3 separate regions of the Mus musculus genome follow, and regions 1 and 3 are each linked to region 2. Evidence: chromatin contacts called from public Hi-C and HiChIP or PLAC-seq data. All regions are on one chromosome and are shown on one strand. The core of a region is the stretch at or near the end of the contact, and the rest is flanking DNA. Distances in the headings are between cores, read along the strand shown. Region 1 overlaps Plxnb1 (plexin B1). Region 2 holds the start of Cdc25a (cell division cycle 25A). Region 3 holds the start of Uqcrc1 (ubiquinol-cytochrome c reductase core protein 1).

Region 1 (3,429 bases), core at 556-3,055, 760 kb after region 2:
CTGGTTTATGTGGCAAGTTCCAGGACAGCCAGGGCTACACAGAGAAACCCTGTCTCAAAAAACAGAAACAAACAAAAATTAATGTTTTGCCTTCATGTGTGTGCATCATGTATGTGCCACAGAGGCCCAAAGAGCATATTGGATCTCCTGGGCTTGGAGTGGTACATAGTTGTGAACTATCACATAGTAGAACTATCACACGTAGATGTGTATCATATGTGTGATGGGAATAAAACATGGATCCTTTGTAAGAATATCCAGTGCTCTTAACTGCTGAGCAGGAAACAGATCCAGCTAGGCCTGGTGGCATGGAGCTGTAATCTCAGCATTTGAGAGGCTGAAGCAGGAAGATTACTGTAAAAGCCAGCAGAGACCCTTTCTTGAAAAGTCTACATATAGATTTAAGAATTTGTATAGACTTGTAATCACGTACATTCGTAGCACGGGAGAGTAGGTATACAGGAGTCAAGTGCCCACAGAGGCCAGAAGGCATCACATGCCCCAGAAATGGAATTACAGTTGTGAGCCACTAGATGCGGGTGCCTGAGAACTGAACTCAGGTCCCATGGAGGAGCAAATGCTTTCTAGCCACTGAGCTGTCTTTCCGGCCCTGTATGTTTGAGACAGGGTCTCTGAAAAGGGATGAAGCCGTGGACCCGTGCTTTAGGTGGCCGAGGTGGTTTGTTTGCATGTGTGCTTTTTACCGTGTTATCCTACAGGAGCCTGGCAATGCAGATACTGTAGGCCTTACTGCCAACAGAAGACAAGACAGACCTCTGCCGTGCTGTGCCCCAGGGTAGCCCAGTCCCTCTGAGCCTCAGTCAGCAGGCCCCTAGGGTGTTGTTGCCCATTGCCAGGGTTCCAAGTGTCTTCCAAAGCGATCGCAGAGCTAATCAGCATAGCACAGCTGTAACAGCCACAGACACCCTTCTTCCATTTAAAACAACAATGAGGGCTGGAGAGTCAGCTCAGCGGTTCCGAGCACTGGCTGCTCTTCCAGAGGTCCTGAGTTCAATTCCCAGCAACCACATGGTGGCTCACAACCATCTGTAATGGGATCCAACCTTCTTTGGGTGTGTCTGAAGACACTGTACTCACATAAAATAAACAAACCTTAATATATATTTCCTTCCTTTAAAAAAAAAAAAAAACACTATACAGTGTGCTGGGTGTGGTGACGCACACCTTTAGTTCCAAAGCTCAGGAGACAGAGCGCTGTGAGTTCAGTGTCAGGCTGGTCTACACAGCAAGCTTCAGGCCAGCCAGGGAGAAATAGAATCCCTGTCTCATAAAGAATTTTTTTTGTTTTGTTTTTTTGTTTTTTCTCTGTGTAGCCCCAGCTGTCCTGGAACTCACTCTGTAGACCAGGCTGGCCTCAAACTCAGAAATCCGCCTGCCTCTGCCTCTGCCTCCCGAGCGCTGGGATTCATACGTATCTAATCATCTGGACAGTCACCCAGCGTTTAAAGTGGCGGGGGGATGAGAAACGTGGGACCTTAGCACACTATCACACTTTGTGGGAAACAATGAGGGCATACCTTTGCAAAGTGAGAGTGAAAAGGGGGAGAGACTGAGCAAACTGTATTACAAACAGTCTATATTGAAACTGGCCGGGCCCCAGGTGAGCCACCGCCAAGTCCTGTTGGCACTGGCCTTGCCACCCTCAGCCGTGGCAATCGAGTGAAGACTTAGCTTCCTCTCTGAAGTGGTAACATTTTTATTTTCATGACATCTTCTATCACAGTGTTCTGTGAGGGTGAGACAGGAGTGACTCAGAGCACGTTCCATACTCGCCCATCCCATGAGCACACGCCCAAGCACGCAGGTACACGGCCTTCCTCTGCAGGAACCCTTACCGCCTCAGAGGACTCCCAAAGACTGCAGAAGCTCAAGCCTGGAGCAGAGGTGTGTCTCTGTCACCATCCCTGCCATGTTGACTTAAAAGGTGCCTCCCTTCCTGTATCTGTCTGAAGTCTAGCCAAGACCTCATTCCCCCTGTCAGCCCTGTTCTCTGAGACTGTCAACAACATAGTTGGTCGGAGTAGCCACTGGGGGAGGCAAAACCATTCTGCGTGAGGATAAAATCTGAACTAAGACAACTATCATTAGTACTAAAGTTCACATGCTCCCAAAAGAGGGCCTGACTGCTGGCCGTCTGTGACTGTGGTTCCCCACATCTGGCAGGCATGGGGAAGATGGGATCTGACAGAAATAGTCACTGTGATTACCCCTGGCATGAAAACCAAAATGGCTCCTGCGATCTTGAAGACAAAGATTCTAAAAGACAGCAAGAAGGGACTCTTGGAATTGTATCAGCCCATGTCTTCAAACACTTGGGGAAGAGCTTGAGGTTGGCCAGATCACTGGCTATACACATGAGCCAAGGTGGAGCTCTCTGAGGATGCCACGACCCTTGCCTGGTGAAGCCAATGGCATTCTCAACCGCCAGCTGCCAAGTGCACCACAGTACCATGGTCTTGAAGCTCACTTGTAGCTTCTAACAGGAAAATACCACAAGGTAGCTACTACACAGGCAGGTGAGTAGCTCTGAGCTCCTGCCTCAGGTACCTTAACATGGACAGCAATGTGGAAACTGGAATCCAGAAACAGGGTCATGGACCTGAGACCCACACTGCCTGGAATCGCCTTTAATAACGCCATACTTCCCCAATTCTTTTAAAAATTCATGGAACATGAATGGCAAAGTTACCACGACCTGCAATCAAGGTGGACCCCTTAAAGATGGGGGACAGAACCCCACATCTCAGGCCCCAACTCTCCCTGAGCCTTATTGTGCTTTAAGTTCTCCTTTCTGGGGAGTGTTGCCTCTGGCAGACCCTACCTAGGAGCCGGAGAGAGCTTGCCAACCTCATGGTGGCCTTCCGTGGGTGTCAGGGGACCCTTCAGAGCACGATGCCCACATCTCCCAGCAGCTGCCAGTTCTATCTTAGCAGAGGGGCTGGTGAGTCCATACCATGTGTTATCCTTTAATGAAGAGCTATAGCATCAATGGGTCACTGCTCTCCCCAAGGCTCCCCTGAAGCAGCTGTCCCTCCCCACCAGCCACCTGGAAGACAGGGTGGTCCTGAGGCACCAACCCTGCTGAGGCAGCAGCAGCCTAGAAATGCATCTCTTTCTCTCTCTCTCTCTCTCTCTCTCTCCCCCCCCCCTCTCTCTCTCCTGGGAATTGGCAACAGGGAACAAGGACAAAGGAAGCGAAACTTGAGGTCAAGGAGGATGGATGAAGAAGACAGGAAGTGGGCGGGCGGGTTCTCTTCCTTCCTCTGTGATTCCCAATGGGACATAGGTCAGTGCTCAAGAACAGTACAGTCTCCCCAGGGGCCTGGAGGGCCTACCAGACATTCTCTGGAAACCTTAAGTCCCCAGCTCCCTGCAGGCTGGCGTCACCCAGGAAGTAGGTCAGAGAGT
Region 2 (3,404 bases), core at 333-2,832:
CTGAAACCAAGAGAGGCACCTCCACATGAGCAATTTCTAGCACATGATTAAAAAAAAGGTGACATACAGGCCACGAAGTAGCCAGGCTGCCACAAACCATCTTTGAGAGACCAAGCCAAGGACACCCCACTTGGCCACCCAGAATACCCCAGTTGGCATTTAAACAAAGAAAGGAGTGAGTGGTTTGGCCTTGGGCCACATTGTCAGACAGGCCTGTGGCAAGGGCTGGGTTTCCTTAAAGGAGAGCCTCAGTCTGAGGTTCTGAGTGAGCCAGGAGTAAGGGCAAAGGTGACTAGGCCAGGAGTCCCAGCTTTTCAGGGTTTGCAAAAGTTGTAAGACAAGTTTAGGAGGCGAAATACCCAACATCGAAGGAAAAGCAACTTCACTAAAAATAGTGTTAAGCATTTTTGTTAGTGATAGTGGTGTAGGACTACAAAGTCCTCGAAGATTTCCAATATGGAAAAGTTAGGTAAAAAGTGATAGCTTAAAAAAGGTAGTAGATGGGTAGATACAAGAAACGTGCCGGCCAGGTGGCTGCATAGATTTTACACAAATGCAAGAAAAGAAAATGCCACGTCCCTTTGTTGAGAAGGAACAAAGCTTACAGGAAACTAAGATCCGGCGCGGGTGGTTCAGCAAAGAGGGCCTAGGAGGACCCATTCTCACCCTCCCTCCCAACCCCCATAAGGGTAGATTCCAAAGACTTTTCTGGAATAGAGACAGCGTAGAGAGAAATCTGAAAGGGGTGAACAAGACAGGATGCCCAGCAGGCTTCCTCGATCTCCGCGGTCTGGCTCTTGGCTGAGGATAGCCCTGGACTATCCGAACGGCCTCTCCCGCCCAACATTCCGCCCGGGAGGGAGGGTGCACATGGCGGGCCCTAGCCAGGCCATTCCGGGTCGGAGCATCAGAACCAAGTGGACAGACTCTGTTTCCTGCTGGATCATCCCGAGGGCCGACCAGAGGCCAGCGGCCTGGGGCATCGCTCGCTGGTCTCTCACCTGCCCAGTCCTTCCAGCTGGTCCATGGTGACCGTCAGGTTGGTGACAGGGGACAGTCCGCCAGCAGCTGACGCGCCAAACAGCATCTTCCCCGTGGGCTGCGGCGCAGGCGTGGGGCTGCAAGCGAAGAACAGGCGGCGGCGGTGGGGGGGCTCCGGGCCCAGTTCCATGGCGCCGCCGGGCCTGCCCGGACTCCCGCTCCGTCTTCCTCCGCCTCCGCTGCGCCGGGCCCCGCCCCGCTGGCACCGGCTTCAGCCGCGTGCCACGCCACCAGCGCCCGCGGGTCAAACACAAACACGACCCCGCGGTTCAGAGACGCGGCCGCCACGGGCAGCGGCGCGGACCGGCGAGCGTAGGGGACTCGGCAGGCGCCAGGCACAAGCACCGGTGCTTCCCTCTCTGTCCCGCGAGGCCCGCAGGCGGGCGGGCGCCTGCAACCTCAAGATTAAATCCAAACAAACTCCGTGGAGGAAGAGTCTTGAGACCACCGCTCCGACTAACTCGCCTCACTTTTTTTCTCCCTCCTTGCTCCGTAGCCGGCTCGCAGAGAAGGAACCTTCACTTCCCTCACCACCAAAGTGGCCTTAGCGTTAATTGCTGCACACTCAGGATAGCCGCCGCCCCGCCCCTTTCCTAGTTGGCGCCAAACGGAATTCACCAATCAGGAAGCAAACTTCTCCTCGCTCCCGAATGACAGCTGAGCCGGACCAATGAGAAGGAAAGGAGGAAGCGTCTCGTGGGCCTCCTCGAGGTCACGCCCTCTCTCGGTGGGGGCGAAGCCTGAAGAGTTGGGAGGTGGCTGAAATGAGAAAGGAGTCAATGAAACTTTCTGTGGGGGCGCTAGTCCCTACCGAAAGGCCCCGCTCTTTTTCAGTTGCATGCTGGGTAGTGTAGTTCCTACAGCGTGTGCTACACACCTGTCTGAGCTACTGAGCATAGTGCTGTGCACTTTTTTTTTTTTTTTTTTTTTTTTTTTTTTTTTTTTTAGGAGACAGAGAGACTAGGGAAGGCCATCTGGACCAGGCGTTGGCTCTTCTCTAACTGTGTGGTACAGTACCATGGATCCTGGATCCCTCTTTTCCTTCACAGGACTTCAGGCTCTGATTTTGTCTTTCTTTTTTTCTTTTTCGAGACTGGGTTTCTCTGTGTAGCCCTAGCTGTCCTCGAACCCGCTCTGTAGACCAGTCTGGCCTCGAATTCAGATCGATCTGCCTCTGTCTCTGCCTCTCGAATGCTGAAATTAAAGGCATGTGCCACCATTCCTGCTCCAGACTCTGATTAATTAATTTAATTAATTTTTGAAATAGGGACTTTTTTTTTTAATAGCCCGGGCTGAAACAGGAGTAGTTGAGAGCTATGATCCACAGATAGCAAGCAGAGAGAAGGGGGTGGGGGGAGGTGGGATGGAGAAAGGAAGAGGGAGAGGGAGGGAGGGAGGGAGGGAGGGAGGGAGGAAGAGAGAGAGAGAGAGAGAGAGAGAGAGAGAGAGAGAGAGAGAGAGAGAGAGAGAGACTTTGCCTGGTGTGGGTTTTTAAGAACTCAAAACCCACTCCCATCTACACACCTGTTCCAACAAGGCCACACCTTCTCTAAAATCCCTCCCAAACAGTTGGGGATCAAGCATTCAATCATATGAGCCCATGGGAGCCATTCAAATCACTGTAAAAGTACTAGGCAACATTTAGTGTTTATGTACATGACAGTGTTTCATGTGTGATAACTCTACTAGTGTACTTAATCTTTACAAGTCTTACATCACAAAAATAATTCCAGGAGGGACCAGAGTGAAGGGAAGGTAGTTACTTTATTCACTATTTAGATGAATAACCATTATATCACAAGACATGGTTATGGGCTTCTTAAGTATCTTCACTATGGCCATATTTGTGATTCCATATATTTTTCTTTTGAGACAGGGTCCCGTGCAGTCAGGCTGGCTTTGGACTCTCTATAGTCAAGGATGGCCTTGAATTTGATCTCCCAGTTCACCACTGAACTTAGTTTTGTGCTTGTTAGGTAAACACTTCTAAGTAAGCTACATCCCACCCTACCCCCATTGAGCTTCCCCAGTTACATTGCTCAAAGGATGTAATTTGAGCTGGGGAAGGTGAGAAATACCTGCAACTACAGAATGTGGGAGTTGGAAGCAGAAATTTAAAGTCACCTTCAGCTGCACAGGGAGTTCTAGGCCAGGTGGGGCTACTTAAGGCCCTTCTCAAAAAACAAGCAACACCAAAAAAAAAAAAAAAAAAAAAATGTAAAGCGGGGCGTGGTGGCGCACTCCTTTAGTCCCAGCACTCGAGAGGCAGAGGCAGGCGGATTTCTGAGTTCGAGGCCAGCCTGGTCTACAAAGTGAGTTCCAGGACAGCCAGGGCTATACAGAGAAACCCTGTCTCGAAAAAC
Region 3 (3,418 bases), core at 724-3,223, 940 kb after region 2:
TTACAGGTGGTTAGAAGTTGCCCAATAAAGGTGCTGGGAACTGAAATCTGGTCCTGTGCAAGAGCGGCCAGCCCTCCTAACCAAAGAGCATCCAATTCACTGTAATCTTCAAAGGTACTCTTTGTCTTCCTTCAGTGCTATAAAGCTCATGGCTTTCCACTCAGTAGGCAAAGGCTCCACCCAAGTTACATTTCCCAGTCTTTCAGAGGCATTTCTTTCGTGTGTGCAAGTGCCACACATACATGCGTGTGCACACTCCACCACACAAATATCTGCGGAGGGCAGAGGAAACTGGGTGCTTTTTCTGATTACTCTAAATCTTTTGTTTTTTGTTTTAAGAATCCTTACTTCTGAGCTAGGCATTGGAGGCTCATGCCTTTCTTCCCAGCACTTGGGGAGCAGAGGCAGATGGATCTCCGAGTTCGAGGCCTGCCTGCTCTACAGAGTGAGCTCCAGGACAGCCAGGACGACACAGAGAAACCCTATCTTAAAAAAGAAAAAAAAAAAAAAAAAAAAGGAGAAAAAAAATTTTTATTTTTACGTATGTGTACGTGGGATGGTGAGACTGTGTAGGGTTAGGAACCGCTCTTCCACAGGACCCAGGTTCAATTCCCAGCACCCTCACGGTGGCTCACAACCACCTGTAACTCCAGTTCTGTTTTTTTTTTTTTAGATTTGTTTATTTATTTATTTATTTATTATATGTAAGTACACTGTAGCTGTCTTCAGACGCACCAGAAGAGGGCATCAGATCTCATTACGGGTGGTTGTGAGCCACCATGTGGTTGCTGGGATTTGAACTCCGGACCTTCGGAAGAGCAGTCGGGTGCTCTTACCCACTGAGCCATCTCACCAGCCCTCTGGGGGTTCTAATATCCTTTTCCAACCTCCAAGGGCATTATGTACAGACATGGTGCACATACACACATGTAAGCCACTCGTGTAGGTAAAAGTAAGACCGGCTTAGACACACTAGTCTCCACCCCTCAGAGTATTGGTGTTAGACCTAAATCACAACACTGAGGACTCCAAATTCAGATACCCATGTTTGAGTACCAAGCTCTTTACCCACTGGGCCATCTTCCCCGTCCTTCAGAGGCATTTCTTGAAGTGTATTCCTGGCTACGTCTACAAATTACATAGCCTAGGTGGTGAGTCTAACAGACCTGGATGTCTTTCTGTAAATAACCTAAAGTCTGTGAAATCTCATTCTTTTTCGTGGCAAGAGAATAATCTCTTCTCTCGGGGAGGTAGAACGAAAAGCTGGAGGAGAGAATTCGGCCCCGTCTTTGGCAAGCACCATAATGTTGGCTGCCGGGTTAAGGCAGGGTTGAAGTCAGGTACAGGGATAAGCCCCGGCAGTAAGCCAGTCTCCACCCAAAACATGTAAGACTGGAGCCCAAGGTCACATCCCAACCTGGGACAACACGGCGGGCCTCACCTAGAGGACTGGCGCACACTTACCGTGCAGGTAGCATGCGAGGACTGCTCCGAGGCCACACGCAGCCCGTTGTCCAAGATGCTGACCTGGGTCTCCGGCACGCTCTGGAGGGCCTGGGCGAAGGTTGCGGTACCCCGCAAGGCAGGTAACCTCAGCAGGGCCGGCTAAAGGGAGAAGGCGACCATTGCAAGAACTGCTCGCCAAGCCTCTGGGACCTCGGCTCTCAAACCCAAGCCAGAGCAGATAACCATCCCCGCCCTCCGCCATGACCTTCCCACGGCCCTGACCCCCGCGACCTCCCCACTCCGACCCGCCACTGCTGAGACAGCCTGCTCCTCATCTGTGTACGAAAGCCCTGGGCCCTGCAGCCCAACGTCTCACTGCCACCTCACCGAGCGGCGGGTGCGAAGTAGCACTTGCGTCCCGGAGCAGGCCGCTCGGCAGACTGCGGACGCCGCCATCTTCTAACTTCCGTCAGTGTAGAGCCGCGCTGCGCATGCGCAGAGCGGAGTCTGAGGCGCAAGCGCTGTAAGGAAGACTTGGTGCTCAGTCGCCCCCTGTTGGGCAGCAAGTACGTTAGCAAGAATTGATCGCATGTAGTCATTTGGTCCGTGTGCCTCTAGGATCTTCGGGACATTTATCAACCTGCGAGGGAGGGGCCCTTCATCTGGTCCCATCTGAGACAGGTTCTATTCATCACCTTCTTCCACCTGAGGGAGGCGGTATGCAACTGTGGGAGATGCATTGTACGCCAGCAGCAGCTCTGAAACCTGGAGGGCAGTGGCTAGGCACAATTGAGCCCAAGGGCTAAAGCACTTGCCTGTCTGTGCAAGAAGGTGTCCACTAAAGTTAGTTTAAAAGAATAAAATATGCTTAAATGGTTGACTTGAAAGACGTTTAATAATATATTGCCAAATATATAGCACTTGGGAAATGGAGACACAGAAGAATCAGGAGTTCAAGGACATCCTCCTCTCTTGTGTAAGGAGTTCAAAACTACCCTGGGTTGTGTAAGACAGTGTCTCCAAAACGTAAGAAAAAAAACGTGTGTATGAAAAGAGGAACAATGTAGAGGTAATTTGTGGAATAGGGCTCCTTGTTTGGAATAAAATAACTAAGCAAAAAAGTTTTTTCTATTTTGTGATTATTTCAAAACTTTTTGTTTACTTTTTTTCTTAATTTTTTATTATTTAAATGCATTTTATACATCAAACATATTAATAATGTTGAGTACTTTGAGAATCAAATAATCCATAAATTTTTTTCAACTTTTATATTCATATCCTTTCATACCCTAAAATATCATTAATGAATATTTAATACTATCCATAACTGAGGATCCTATATCTAATGTTGAATACTAAATTGTTTCAAAACATGCAAAATATTCTTTGGGAGTTAAGCATAGTAAAAGAGCATAAAATATTAAAAATTAATCATTAAGAAATATATTCATGAGTTCGAGGCCAGCCTGGTCTACAAAGTGAGTTCCAGGACAGCCAGGGCTACACAGAGAAACCCTGTTTCAACAAAACAAAACAATAAAAAATGAGTTACAGGGACAAAGTTTGGAGTAGAGACTAAAGGAATGACCATCCAGAGACTGCCCCACCTGGGGATCCATCCCATAAACAACCACCAAACCCAGACACGATTGCGGATGCCAACAAGAGCTTGCTGGCAGGAGCCTGATAACGCTGTCTCCTGAAAGGCTCTCCCAGTGCTTGACAAATACAGAAGTGGATGCTCACAGCCATCTATTGGATGCGAAGCACAGGGTCCCCAATGAAGGAGCTGGAGAAAGGACCCAAGGAGCTGAAGGGGTTTGCAGCCCCATAGGAGAAACAATTATATGAACTAGCCAGTACTCCCCAGAGCTTCCTGGGACTAAATCACCAATCAAAGAAACCACATGGTGGGACTCATGGCTCTAGCTGCATATATAGCAGAGAATGGCCTAGTCGGACATCAATGGGA

The links. A called contact is a pair of places that touch in the nucleus more often than the background predicts. HiChIP or PLAC-seq counts read pairs in DNA pulled down with a chosen protein or histone mark.
Region 1: an H3K4me3 HiChIP or PLAC-seq map of pro-B cells shows a contact between it and region 2, with 8 times the contacts expected there. The contact joins the enhancer-like site here to the promoter of Cdc25a in region 2. A contact is called at or near these places in 20 of 39 promoter capture datasets (the 3T3-L1 cell line, 3T3-L1-derived adipocytes, the C10 cell line and 13 more), 1 of 15 datasets of contacts at CTCF or cohesin (embryonic stem cells), 28 of 484 Hi-C or Micro-C datasets (the AtT-20 cell line, the Ba/F3 cell line, CD4 T cells and 17 more), 13 of 115 datasets of contacts at active chromatin or transcription factors (T-cell acute lymphoblastic leukemia, astrocytes, craniofacial prominence and 8 more) and 1 of 9 other capture datasets (embryonic stem cells).
Region 3: a contact with region 2 is called in a Hi-C map of LSK cells, with 5 times the contacts expected there. The contact joins the promoter of Uqcrc1 here to the promoter of Cdc25a in region 2. A contact is called at or near these places in 11 of 39 promoter capture datasets (the C10 cell line, the HPC-7 cell line, cranial neural crest and 7 more), 2 of 484 Hi-C or Micro-C datasets (CD4 T cells and LSK cells), 8 of 115 datasets of contacts at active chromatin or transcription factors (acute myeloid leukemia, astrocytes, embryonic forebrain and 5 more) and 2 of 9 other capture datasets (adipose tissue and liver).

What each region holds. Positions count from the first base shown.
Region 1 is chr9:109,118,182-109,121,610 of GRCm38.p6, reverse strand. Plxnb1 (plexin B1) reads right to left here. Exons shown (of 38, transcript NM_172775.2): 38 at 1,696-3,429. Among named protein-coding and RNA genes, the nearest start is that of Gm39423, 2.7 kb to the left of the region's middle. Within about 2 kb of position 1,805, at least 26 of the 459 cell types and tissues checked have an H3K27ac peak or open chromatin away from gene starts, as enhancers often do. A contact at or near this core is called in pre-B cells and pro-B cells, where this site is marked.
Region 2 is chr9:109,873,757-109,877,160 of GRCm38.p6, reverse strand. Cdc25a (cell division cycle 25A) reads right to left here and starts at 1,582. Exons shown (of 15, transcript NM_007658.3): 1 at 1,002-1,582. The coding sequence starts at 1,171.
Region 3 is chr9:108,935,203-108,938,620 of GRCm38.p6, reverse strand. Uqcrc1 (ubiquinol-cytochrome c reductase core protein 1) reads right to left here and starts at 1,973. Exons shown (of 13, transcript NM_025407.2): 1 at 1,834-1,973; 2 at 1,465-1,605. The coding sequence starts at 1,902.